Linked DNA regions of Zea mays: region 1 is linked to region 2. The links are chromatin contacts, called in public Hi-C maps. All regions are on one chromosome and are shown on one strand. Each heading gives the region's core, a stretch centred on a gene start, on an enhancer-like site or on the middle of the called end of the contact. The rest is flanking DNA. Distances are from core to core; before and after follow the strand shown. Region 1 holds the start of LOC100272962. Region 2 holds the start of LOC111258522.

Region 1 (5,698 bases), core at 1,416-3,915, 240 kb after region 2:
ACAACTCCTCCATTCTGCGCAGACTCATAGGTACTAAATATTCTCTATTAGTGAACACATGATATGAGCAAGCAGAATCAAGAATCCATTTTGAGGATTTACCCTGATTAGATATTTCACTAGCAACAAAAGCATTATCATCATCTTTAGATATGTTCCTTTTTGAGGATTTACCGTTTCTTTTTTCTTCGTTCTTCAGCTTCCAGTAATCTTCAATAAAATGATTAGTCTTCTTGCAGTACTTGCAGAACTTATCATTCCTTTGGACTTAGAATGTCATTTGCTTTTCCATCGATTTCCAGGCTTCGAACTTCTGTGCTCATCCCTACCCTGAACTGCCAATGCAGTGAACCATCTGTTTCATCTTCTCTTTCTGCGAAAGAGCCTCACATACTTCTTGTAGGGTTAGTTCATCATGACTGTATAGAATTTGTCGATGTTTTGAATTAGTACTGCGTGCCCTGGTTCAGATGGGTGATGCAAGAAGACACATGTTTTATCCTGGTTCGAACGAGAGAAGGCCCTAGTTCCAGTAGAGGGGGATGAGACTTATATTATCTTGCACCTAAGTGATTGTAGTAGGGTGTACAAGCTAGTCGGGGGAGGGAGTGGATCCCAAGTCCTTGGTGATGATTGAGGCGAGTGCCAATATCTGTTGAGGAGGGTGAAATCCGGTGAAGAGTTCTTCTCGTGCCGTTTGAAGCCCCAGACTCCCATTGTTAGTAGTCTTCGAGGAGTTGGTGGCGTCCTCTCATCGCTGTTATCTAAGCCGAGGCCAGGCTCGGGCGAACGGAGGTTCCTCCTGAGGCCTTGGTCGAGCCTGCGGGGCATGCAGCCGTGCAGCGAGGGGTTAGTACGGTTGTCGGAGTGGCCTCATGCTGGGTTTGCGGGGAGTTATTGCCGGTGCGGTTGACCGAAGTCGAGCTCAGGCGAGGCAGAGTCTTCTCCTGAGGCTGAGGCCATCTTCGAGAGAGACGGAATTCTCTTCCAAGGGTGAGGCTGGGCTCAGATACGTGCATGTCCCATCCGGAGTTGTTCGGGAACAGTGACCGGAGTGGGGGAACAATGTTCGTTATTCTTGGGCGTGCATCATCGTAGTTGGTGAAAGTGGATGGGACCGTGGTCCCATCGCTCCCTGTTTGACTGCGTGACGAATCGTCGCATTTAATATGCACGTCTCCACGGTTCCTATGACATTTGACTGAGGTTGGGCTCGGGGCTGTCCTCCTATCCGAGATGGGCTCAGGTGAGATGGAAACTGCCATTCCATGAAGAGGGGCCCTCGCGCGAAACGAGGATTTCTCCCGAGCGCTGCTTTCGCCCGAGGATGGGCTCGAGCGAGGCGGAGTTTTGAGCGACTGACGAGCGGGGTTTCGGGCGAATCGTGATTCAACCCTGCCTGACTGCGGGGGATGTGTCTAATGATTTTTAGTACTTAGGTGGTAATCATGCTTAGGGGCATAGACAATATGTTGTGGCAAAAGGATCTACACTGGTGAGTTCAACTTCCATCTTGTCAATGTCCCTCCCCCCGAAGTGGAACCTTACCAAATAGCTGAATCCAGCATCCACATCAAACTGCCATTGTCATGTTGAAAAGAGCATTAGATGTCTTTGATGCTGGCTCTGTAGGTGTACCATAGACAATATCAGGGGCTATCAGCTGAGTTGCTCCACTCTTGCCATAAGAAACCTCTTTGGTCACAGCTTGGTTCAACGAGTATTTTCGTTAAGTCACCCAGGTCCTCGAGAGGGTATCATTGTCACTTGTCAGGAGTGATCTTCGGACCACCCATGTTGACCCGACACACCGTCTCCAGTGGCTGTGTAGACAAACCACTGTACTGCTGAACAGGGTTGACCATCTGTGCACTATCAGCGATGAGATCACCTGGGATAGAGACCACGTCAATTGCGTTGACAAATGCTACTCGATTCGATGGCTTCAAGGAGATCACGAGCGTGTTGCGGCTCGCGGGTAATATTCAAGGAATACTCCTTGAAGAAGGGCGTGGTCTTGTCTGGCTGCTGATAGTCACTGAGCAGCAGAACAACTTGGACTTGAACACGGTAAATTTGGCAAGTGAAAAATGATCAATAGCTCTAGTAGGTGAAGGAGAAGTAGAACCCAGTCAGTCAAACTAACATTTTTTTTGAATAAGGTGAGACGATTAAACTTGCGTAAAAATACCAAACAAATTATAAATCAGCTCAGAGAAAGTATTAGTTATGCCCCCACATCTTCTCGGTCCTTCGATTTAGAAAAGGATCCCAAACTTCAGATACGTTCTCGATTCTACGGTGTAGGGATGAGTCCTATAATAGATATGAGTATATGACATTCATTTGCTCCCTATAACAAAAAGATACATTTGAATTCGTATCTAAATTTTACATCTATCATTTGAGAAGATACGAGAAGATATAGGACAAGTTTGAGATTTTATATTTTATGCTAAAAACAAAAAATATTTACATAGCATTTTTTTCTTTTTTAATTCAAAAAAGACAAAATATTTAACCTCCAAATAAATATCCGGATTAATCGCTACTGCTACGGTTTAACGATTGCCAAATTCCATGTAGTCAATGTACTCCTCACTGATATAGAAAAATATATGTTTATTAAAAATAAAAATGTCCGCTGCTTGCTTCGTCCCGTTCTGGCGTTCACACCTCTGGCTGCCTTCATTTCCTGTTGACGACTGAGCGGGCGAGCGCCGGCGCCCTTTGCCAGGTCCGTCGGCCCGTTAGCCGGCGACTAGCGCCTCCCTTTGCCAGGTCTTCGACGTCCCCTTCGCCGTCGACTGGCGCCCAGCAGCCAGCAGGTCCGGTCGCCCCTTCTCGTCCTTCCTGCAGTTCGAAAGCGAGCATCGAAACCCTAAAGCAAGCTACTTGTATTTGAATCTGGCACAATTGCAAGTGTACACATGTATTGTGCCTACTAACTTAAATTTTCTATTTTTTTGGGATTTCCTTAATCCGTTGCACAATTCATGCGGGTTGCTTCAATTTAGGTTTGTATTCTGCAGTCTGCTGCATACTTGTAGCAGTAGCACCATTGAATTGTTTCATGGTTTACTTTTGAAAATAATATGGATAGCTTGTTATTGAGCAGCAGATCCTTTTCTATCTGTCGTGTTCTGTCTGCCTGGTACATTTGGAAGAATGGGGGTTTACCTTAGCACTCCGAAAACTGAGAAGGTATCCGAAGATGGGGAAAATGATAAACTTAAATTCGGAGTTTCATCTATGCAAGGGTGGCGTACAACTATGGAAGATGCTGTAAGTTTCTATTCATCATTTACATTTGCTTCTTGTGATTTTCTTTGTTGCTTGTTCCTAGCCTTATGCGTCTTACCTGGATACTGACACACCGACACAAGTGATGGAATCCGACTCAGACTCGGATATCCAACTCAGCATGATTTTACTCAACTTCCCAATTGTGACTTGGAATCCAATTGGGTGTGAAGAGTCTGATTCGCCAAAAATAAATGTGCTTTCAATGTCCAGGTTACTGGGTGTGCTTATATGGAAACTTGTAGAATGTCCTAGGAAGTAGAGAATAAAGAACTACCAAATATTGGTGCAAAGTCTTTTCACAAATAGTACTCCCTCCGTTCTTTTTTATTTGTCACGGTTTAGTGCAAAAATGAACTAGCGGGCGGCAAATATTTGAGAACGGAGGTAGTATTGCTGTATTTTTTGAATAGAGTGAAGGGTACTGGTGGACAACCACATACATTATTATATAAATAGCTTAGGAGATACCTGGCTACTGACTGTAATTCATAGCAGAGCTATGCACCTGAGAGAAGTGGTGTCTTGTGTTTGTTGAATTTTGAACTAAAACGAATACTTGCCTTTAAGAATAAATTATTCGTTGAACTTAGCCGGGCTAATTCATGAGTTGAATGGTGAGTTTTTGTTTCTGTCTGTGATATCCTGTCCTGATGTTAAGAATGGCATAAAATGGATTATCTCTTTCTTTGTTTTTAGACCACCATATTCTTCAGATGTTGGATTGCTAATGCTTCATAATCTAAACATTGTGTTTGACATTATACTGAAAGATTGGCTATACTCCAACCTTGAAGGCTGGAATCAACTTAGAGGAGAAATTTTGAATGTGCATGAGATATCTTGTTGAGTATAACTGCTAAGGGAGAAGCTGTGACTTTTTTCTTAGCATAGTACTAATACACTTCTTGATATGATTTATCTGAGAGGTTGGAATCTCATAATTTTTTATTAGTTTATTATGATCGTGTTTGTTCAGTATCCTATGCAATTTCTAAGCCTCTATGCAATTTTCCAGCACTCGGCTTTGCTAGATCTCGACAATGACACTGCGTTTTTTGGTGTTTTTGATGGACATGGAGGTAACTAAATGCAAAGAACAGTGCCTTTTCAGCATCTATGGTTGATTCCACATCATACCAAAGTGGGCCATTGACTCCATATTGCTTTTTTGTCTCAGGAAAAGTAGTCGCCAAATTCTGTGCAAAATATCTACACAGAGAAGTTCTCAGGAGTGAAGCCTATGCAGCTGGTGACCTGGGTGCTGCTGTCCACAGAGCTTACTTCAGGTATAATAGCTTCTTTTTTAGCATGTCTACCTTCTGACCACTTCATTGGTAATTTGGAGCAAATGATGTGAACAGAAATTATGATTGTGTTGTTTCAGAATGGATGAAATGATGCGAGGTCAAAGAGGATGGCGGGAACTTCAAGCACTTGGAGATAAGATAAATCAGTTTAGTGGCATAATAGAAGGCTTAATTTGGTCTCCTAAAGCAAGTGATTCAAATGATAGACATGATGATTGGGCTTTTGAGGAGGTACTCGTGGAACTGGCATGGATCCATAATTCTATAATCATGTTACTATGTCATCGAGAGCATGCCATCTGCCTTTTGTATTAATTTGGCAGTCATTGTATTTCTTTCTGAAAGTGATGCATTACTGGATTATCATTAATAAAGTTTGTTTCTCTTTATCTTTTGCTAAAATCATTCATGTGAGAGCAGACTTATGATTCTTGAGTAGATGTGCAACACTGATGGTTTAGGATCTAAGAAGGGCATGCATAAGAATAATTGTTTTCTAACATTTAAAACTGATTCCTGTGCTGCCTAACAATGTTAACTCTTGATTCTTGAAAATGATATCTGTGCATAAGAAGGAAGTCTATTCGTGTAACACCTAAAATTGATGGTTGTGTTGCATAACAATGCTCACTCTAGAAGAGTGGGTTCCAATTTCCTGAATTGGAGTGTCTTGTGATGCTGGAAAGTAATTTTTGGCATTTCTCTTCTCTTTATTGTGAGTTCTTTTGTTGGAAATGGACATTTCAAGCACCCAGCCACCCAGGTAGTCTTATAGAAATTTATTTTATCAGGGACCACACTCTGATTTTACTGGGCCAAATTGTGGGAGTACAGCCTGTGTAGCTTTGATCAGAAATAAGCAACTCGTTGTGGCAAATGCTGGTGACTCCCGCTGTGTCATCTCAAGGAATGGTCAGGTCAGTTGTTGTTACTCCTTTTTCTTTTTTGAGGAAATAGGAGGGGTTACCACCCGACTAGCAGTTGCACTAAAAACAACACGGTACAAAGGTTGTGCTATATTTCGAAATAAAGTTCACGTGTGATCCTCTCATTTTTTTCACTTCTTCCACAAAACACAGGCATAC
Region 2 (5,769 bases), core at 2,315-4,814:
ATGGAGTGGAACGCGGAGCTGAAGGCGTACACGTACCCGTGCCCCTGCGGCGACCTCTTCCAGATCACGCTCGACGACCTCCGCCTCGGGGAGGAGATTGCGCGCTGCCCCTCGTGCTCCCTCTTCCTCACCGTCGTCTACAACGCCGAGGATTTCGCCGACTCCAAGGAGCCGACCCACAAGCCGTCCCCGAGCCCAGTCGCCGTCGCCTGATGTGGCCCGTTCGAGGCTAGATGGTGAGGCCCCAGTTTCCCTGGAGTTCCTGTAGCCGCTCTGAAATTTCGCCTTCTGAAGCCCTCCGTTACATGTCTCGTTTTGGAACAGTCGGTAGCTATGAAATTTGTGTGCATTAAGATTGGGGATTGAAATCCGGCTATGAAATTTGTTGCAAACCTAGCGCTGTGGTTGGATTAAGGTCCTTCCATGTGGAATTGAGAACTAGTGAGTGCTGCTGGAAGGAATGGGGAGTATTGATTCTATTGATTGGGAGCACAGCACACAAGTTTTATTTTTTTTAAGGAACAATTGGATCTATACCATTAAAAGATCCAAACTTTAGATATATACCATGGATCCCACATGTCATTGACTCATGTGGACCCACATGTAAGTGAGATAGTAATGGTATGGATCCAAAGTGGTGATCTTTTAATGGTATGGATCCAAATTTCCCTTTTTTTAAATTTGTTTATGGGGCAACCAACCTTGCCTCCCAAAAAGAGGATTAGTGAGAAGTGATTGAGTTACTATGTGCATAAGATTTATGAGGATAATAAGCTGGATGTTGGTGAACTTTAAAAGAATTTCATCAGTTGAGTGGCTGATTTGAGCTTTGGATGTGTTTTTGCTTGGGTGAATTAGGGCCTGCTTGGATTCGTTGATCATTAGCACTAAGTTTAGCTTAGCTATTTTTTCATTAATAGGTGGTTGGATAGTGAGTCGGAGGTGTATATGAACTATTAACATCTATTAGCAACTCCAAAACTGCTAGTGGAACTAATAGTTGGCAGTTCTTCTGTTAATGATTAGCAGATCTGTTTGGAGCAACTAGTAATAATCAAGTTTGATTTTTGTGTGTTAGGGGCATGGAGACCGTTTAGTTAAACCTGTTTTAGACTTTAGACATCACAAATCTCCAAGGCATAATAAGTAACATCTGTATAGCTAGATTCATGTTGTGCCCAGTACTGTTTTGTCAAGCAGTTTGGTCCACACCAGACACTACAGTGTAACCTATAACTTTTGTTGAATGCCATCATCATGTTGTATAAGGGTCACTGATGTTTCGCATTTCAATTGTGTTTGACATTATTTAATATTGATTACAGGACGAATGGAATGGATCTCGGAGCAGGAAAAAAGGAACGAGTTCATGTTTGACACACACACCACTACGGGAGTATTTGTTTGTACTACTAAAGATGAGTGGACCCGCTGCATATTTTCAAAGCTCAGGCTGTTAAACCTATTTTTTTTTATGTGGGTGACATAGTTGTAAGGTGACATGGACAACTCATGCTATGAAAAATTTTGTTCGTCCCCACTATATATCGTTGACTGTGGCCTTGACAAATTTGAAACCCGATCGATTCTTCGGTGATAAATTCATTTATGTTCCACCTTTGTGAGTTGTTGTCGAAGCTAAGCCATTGGGTCGTGCAGACATTCTCTCTGCATGAATCTAACTTCATTCCTTGTCTGCTTTTTACAGTGATATATACCATTGGGATCTAACTTCATCCTTGTCTGCTTTTACAGGGATATACCATACTGTAGTTTCCCATCTAGCGTGTTTCTCTGTTATATTTTTTACTCACTCTCAAATGCTTAGTTCATTAGTTTAAATGGGCAAGAGATTTCGTGTCGTGTGGCCGAGTTGGAGGGTATGAATTATCTCTAAGCAAACAAATTAGCTGTTACAACCGCACTCTGCCTAGTCTGGTGACCTGTGAGCATCAACTCTCTATGCATAACACATCTGGTGAAAATACCGAACACCGACACATCGTCTGGTTCTCAACACGATCCACGAGAAGTAACCCTCGAAACATGACGAAAGTAGAACCCGGCAAGGATGAGGACGGACCCGAGTGTGGAGGCAACAAGGGGAATCGAATCCTCCACACATATGGGCGCAGCGCAGGGCATCTGAATCTGATCCAGCAGGGCCGTCCCAGCTCCTAACCAAATTCCCATCGTGCTTCATTCAGGTGCCCCCTTCCACGATATTTACGGAATCTACTCACTACGTACTAAGGAATCAGCATCGAGCTATCCATTTCATGCCCTCTCGCAAGCTAGTACAGTACGTGTTCTTCAGAGTTCAGACTTCAGGGCACCACGCGACCTGGCAAATGGCAGATTCTCCCCTGGGAAATTATCAATTGTCAGTTTGTCACTACCATTACCAGGCAGTAACGCCGGTGAGATCCAGCTCCGGCCGGGTTGCACTAGGGGGACACTGCCTCCTCAGCTCCCTGACCTCTAGGCTATTATGATCACGATCCCGTCTTGGGCGCATTTTTTGTTGCAACAAGCTAGGCAGTGAGGCTGGCAAACTACTTGTTGCAGGAAAGGTGACGCGCGAACAGAGTACGAGTGCCCCTGCTGGACTGCTAGCACAGCAATTGTGCATGGGCCATGGGCCATGGGGTCGACAGCTAGCACAGCAGGGGCAGCAGGGCCGGGCAGCATGGCCTATCAGGAACTCTGCTGCATTGTCTCACAATTCTCAAGTCTGAACCTCTGGAGATCACTGCTTTCTCTGGCCGATTCTTCTTCCAACAATAATGGCGAAGTCGGCAGATCAGAACTCGCATCCAAGTTTCTTCTCCCCCGGCCCATTAATTACACCCCCAGTCTCAACCAATCACGTCTACAATCTACACCACCGGCAGCTAAATCTAACACACCGCTCCAGCAAGAGGACTGAGAACCGGGACGACGACCAAAAAAAACGAACGATTCACTCGGCCAGCGCCATCGCGCTCGCGCTGCTCCGGCTCACGGTGCCGGCGTCGGCTCCGAGCTCCGCGACGGCCCGGCTGGCCGCGGGTGTGGCGAGGAAGGTGGGCCAGTCCTCGCCGGCCATGATGACCACCACGTGCTCCCGGACCCCCGCCGCCGGCCTGGCCGCGCCGGTCGCCGAGCCCTTCTCCCCGTCGGCGCCGGCGCCGGCGCCGCCAGCTTCTCCGGCGGCCCGCTGGTCGCGCCCCGCGTCGAGGTACCCGGACAGCTTCCAGTAGGAGCAGGCCAGGATGAGCAGCGCCAAGGCTATGAGCCCCAGCATCGCCGCCAGCCCGCCGAACAGGTACGGCACCGGCGACTGCCACGGGGAGTTGGGCGCCGCCATGGGCGCGCCGTGGCTCGTGGTCGGGAACGACTCCGCTCCTGGCCTCATCATGGCGCGGTGTAGTGTAAGCTGCTCGCTTGCAGTCTTGCACGTACGGTTGCACCCACCCACCGCACGTACGCCTAGCTGGTGACCTGGTGTTCTTCCCTTGCTTGCTGTCTTGTTATGACTTACGAGTTACGAGTGAGTTGGGGATATAGATCAGGAATGCTTTTGTTCTTGGAGGCGCTACGGAGACGGTGAGAGGGAACGGGGTCTATTTATAGAGACTCGTCAATGCAGAGAAGCTTACTAAGAAAATATATACCAGCGGTTTAAACTTTGCAAAACACACTTAACCGAATCACCCGACACCTATAACATTTATTAAATATATCAAACAAATTGCACACATATTTAACACACCATCAAAACCAACAGTTAGAATATTTTATAATTTTATCTCTCTTACTCACTTAAATTTAATAGACAATATTATTTGAATTACCCTTCATCCCTTTCATCCTCACTCTCGTTGTCGTAGGTGATCCCTCTCGACTCCTCCACAGGATCATAATGTTAGCGCGAGCTCTATATGTTAGTGTTTGTAAAGTTGATGTCAAGAGGGAAAAATAATAAAGGACCAATGGAAAAGGGTTTTATGTTGCCAAATGCTAACTTTGGCCTTACATTACGTATATGTTGGTGCTTAGGCAGATAAGATAAGATGGGTGATTCCTTGTCCTTTTAACTCGTATGTTAGTTAAATTGGGGGTGTAATTAACCAAACACCATGGCATGATGACTGATGAAACAGATAAGCAAGCTGGAGGCCTGAAGGCTTTGCGTATATAGTGTAGGATAAAACACACAAAGGGGGCTGATCTTGATCCTGATCCCCATGCTCTGCGCAGTTCGTGGTTTTGAAATCTGATCTGAAATAAAGGATCATCTTGCATTGCTTTTGAGAAAAAAAGAAGTTTGCACAGCTAGTACACTTGAGTAGTTTGTCGTACCAACTGTCGATTGGTTGCATTAATTGTTGCCCCCCCCCCCCCCCCCCCCCCCATCCGTGGATGGACACTATATATGCGGTGGCCCGAGGAAGAGGTCATCTACTAGAACTGTCCAGGAATGATTGCTTGCGCACTGATTATTTCTCTGAAAGGTTGTGCATTGATCATTGGCAGACCCCAAAACGAAAACCAAAAGCAATTAATAAAGTCATGTTTGAAAGTAACCCGATTTTTAATAAATCAGTTTTTTATCTTTTAGCTAGGAAAGACAAGTTTTTTGGTTTTAAGAAACTGAACATCTAATTTCTATAAATTAGATCGTACGAACCAGTTTTTTAAAAACTAGGTGCTTCTAAATAGGACCTAAGTTGATGAGAATGTATCCCAATGTTTATCTATCGTCCTAGCTTCGCCTCTTTTGCAACGACAGTAAATTAATATGGAGACCGAGATACGTTGGTACCAGCAAAGGGGGGCATTGCAGATGTGTCCTAAGTATATTATAGCTACCTAGCTGATCTAGCTAGATTAATTAAGTTACAGTACATCCGCAATATATGATTTCTTTTTTACACGCAAATTCATAATTCTTTATACTCCCTACATCCTAATCTATAATTTATTTGACTTTTTTTATCCGCTCGCCTCTCTATATATATTCATGAGTATATAATTCTCGCTGGACTGGCATGCAGTTTTGATTTCATTTGAGATACGTGAGGCGTTCAGTTTCCAGAAGTTATGTGCGTATGCGTGCATCTTAATGATAGCACAGGCCGGTTGTTAATGAGTTCAAGGTGATAAAGGTCATGTCCTTATCCTTAAGCGTCATTAGATAGTTAGCTACTAGCTTAATTAATTGATCCATCACTTAGTGGAGCTTTACCAACAACAATGTTGATTACGTCTGGCAGCTTTACCTACGAGCTAGCTAGCGTGACAGATTTGATGAGTGGAGAATTTGAAGCACGGCCCAATAGAATGATCTCTCTCTCTCTCTCTCTCTCTCTCTCTCTCTCTCTCTCTCTCTCTCTCTCTCTCTCTCACAGCATTCCTCTAAACAAACTTTATTTTAATAGAAACATATATTCCCTCACTAACCTTTTCTTCGTCGCAACTTTTTTGTTTGGGTTTATCCTTTTCGTTAACTTAAGTGTTATGCTCGTATTGATGCAATAAAGCTAGGGACATCCTTTTTGTATTTTCTTCAGGAGGATATATATGTGCACACAAATATAAACTACACGTAGTGCTTGGTTCTGTTGTTTGCTTGGTGTGAGCTTATGCTTATCCGATCCACAGAGACAATTTGTATTGTATCCAGAGATATGGGTACAATGTCTCGATTCTAACAAACAGTCCCAGTGTATTCTCTCTCAGGGAAAAAAGCAACACCAATGCATGTTTCGTAGTGCACCGTGT

Evidence for each region. A called contact is a pair of places that touch in the nucleus more often than the background predicts.
Region 1: a contact with region 2 is called in a Hi-C map of leaf mesophyll, with 4 times the contacts expected there. The contact joins the promoter of LOC100272962 here to the promoter of LOC111258522 in region 2. A contact is called at or near these places in 5 of 25 Hi-C or Micro-C datasets (ear, leaf, leaf mesophyll and 2 more).

What each region holds. Positions count from the first base shown.
Region 1 is chr6:105,420,708-105,426,405 of Zm-B73-REFERENCE-NAM-5.0, forward strand. It overlaps LOC100272962, which reads left to right and starts at 2,666. Exons shown (of 11, transcript NM_001147414.1): 1 at 2,666-3,285; 2 at 4,322-4,385; 3 at 4,484-4,592; 4 at 4,691-4,844; 5 at 5,405-5,530; 6 at 5,693-5,698. The coding sequence starts at 3,169.
Region 2 is chr6:105,182,328-105,188,096 of Zm-B73-REFERENCE-NAM-5.0, forward strand. LOC111258522 reads right to left here and starts at 3,565. Exons shown (of 1, transcript NM_001357059.1): 1 at 2,048-3,565. The coding sequence starts at 3,403. The coding sequence ends at 2,966. It overlaps LOC100286315 (diphthamide biosynthesis protein 3), which reads left to right. Exons shown (of 2, transcript NM_001159202.1): 1 at 1-236; 2 at 1,329-1,621. The coding sequence ends at 213.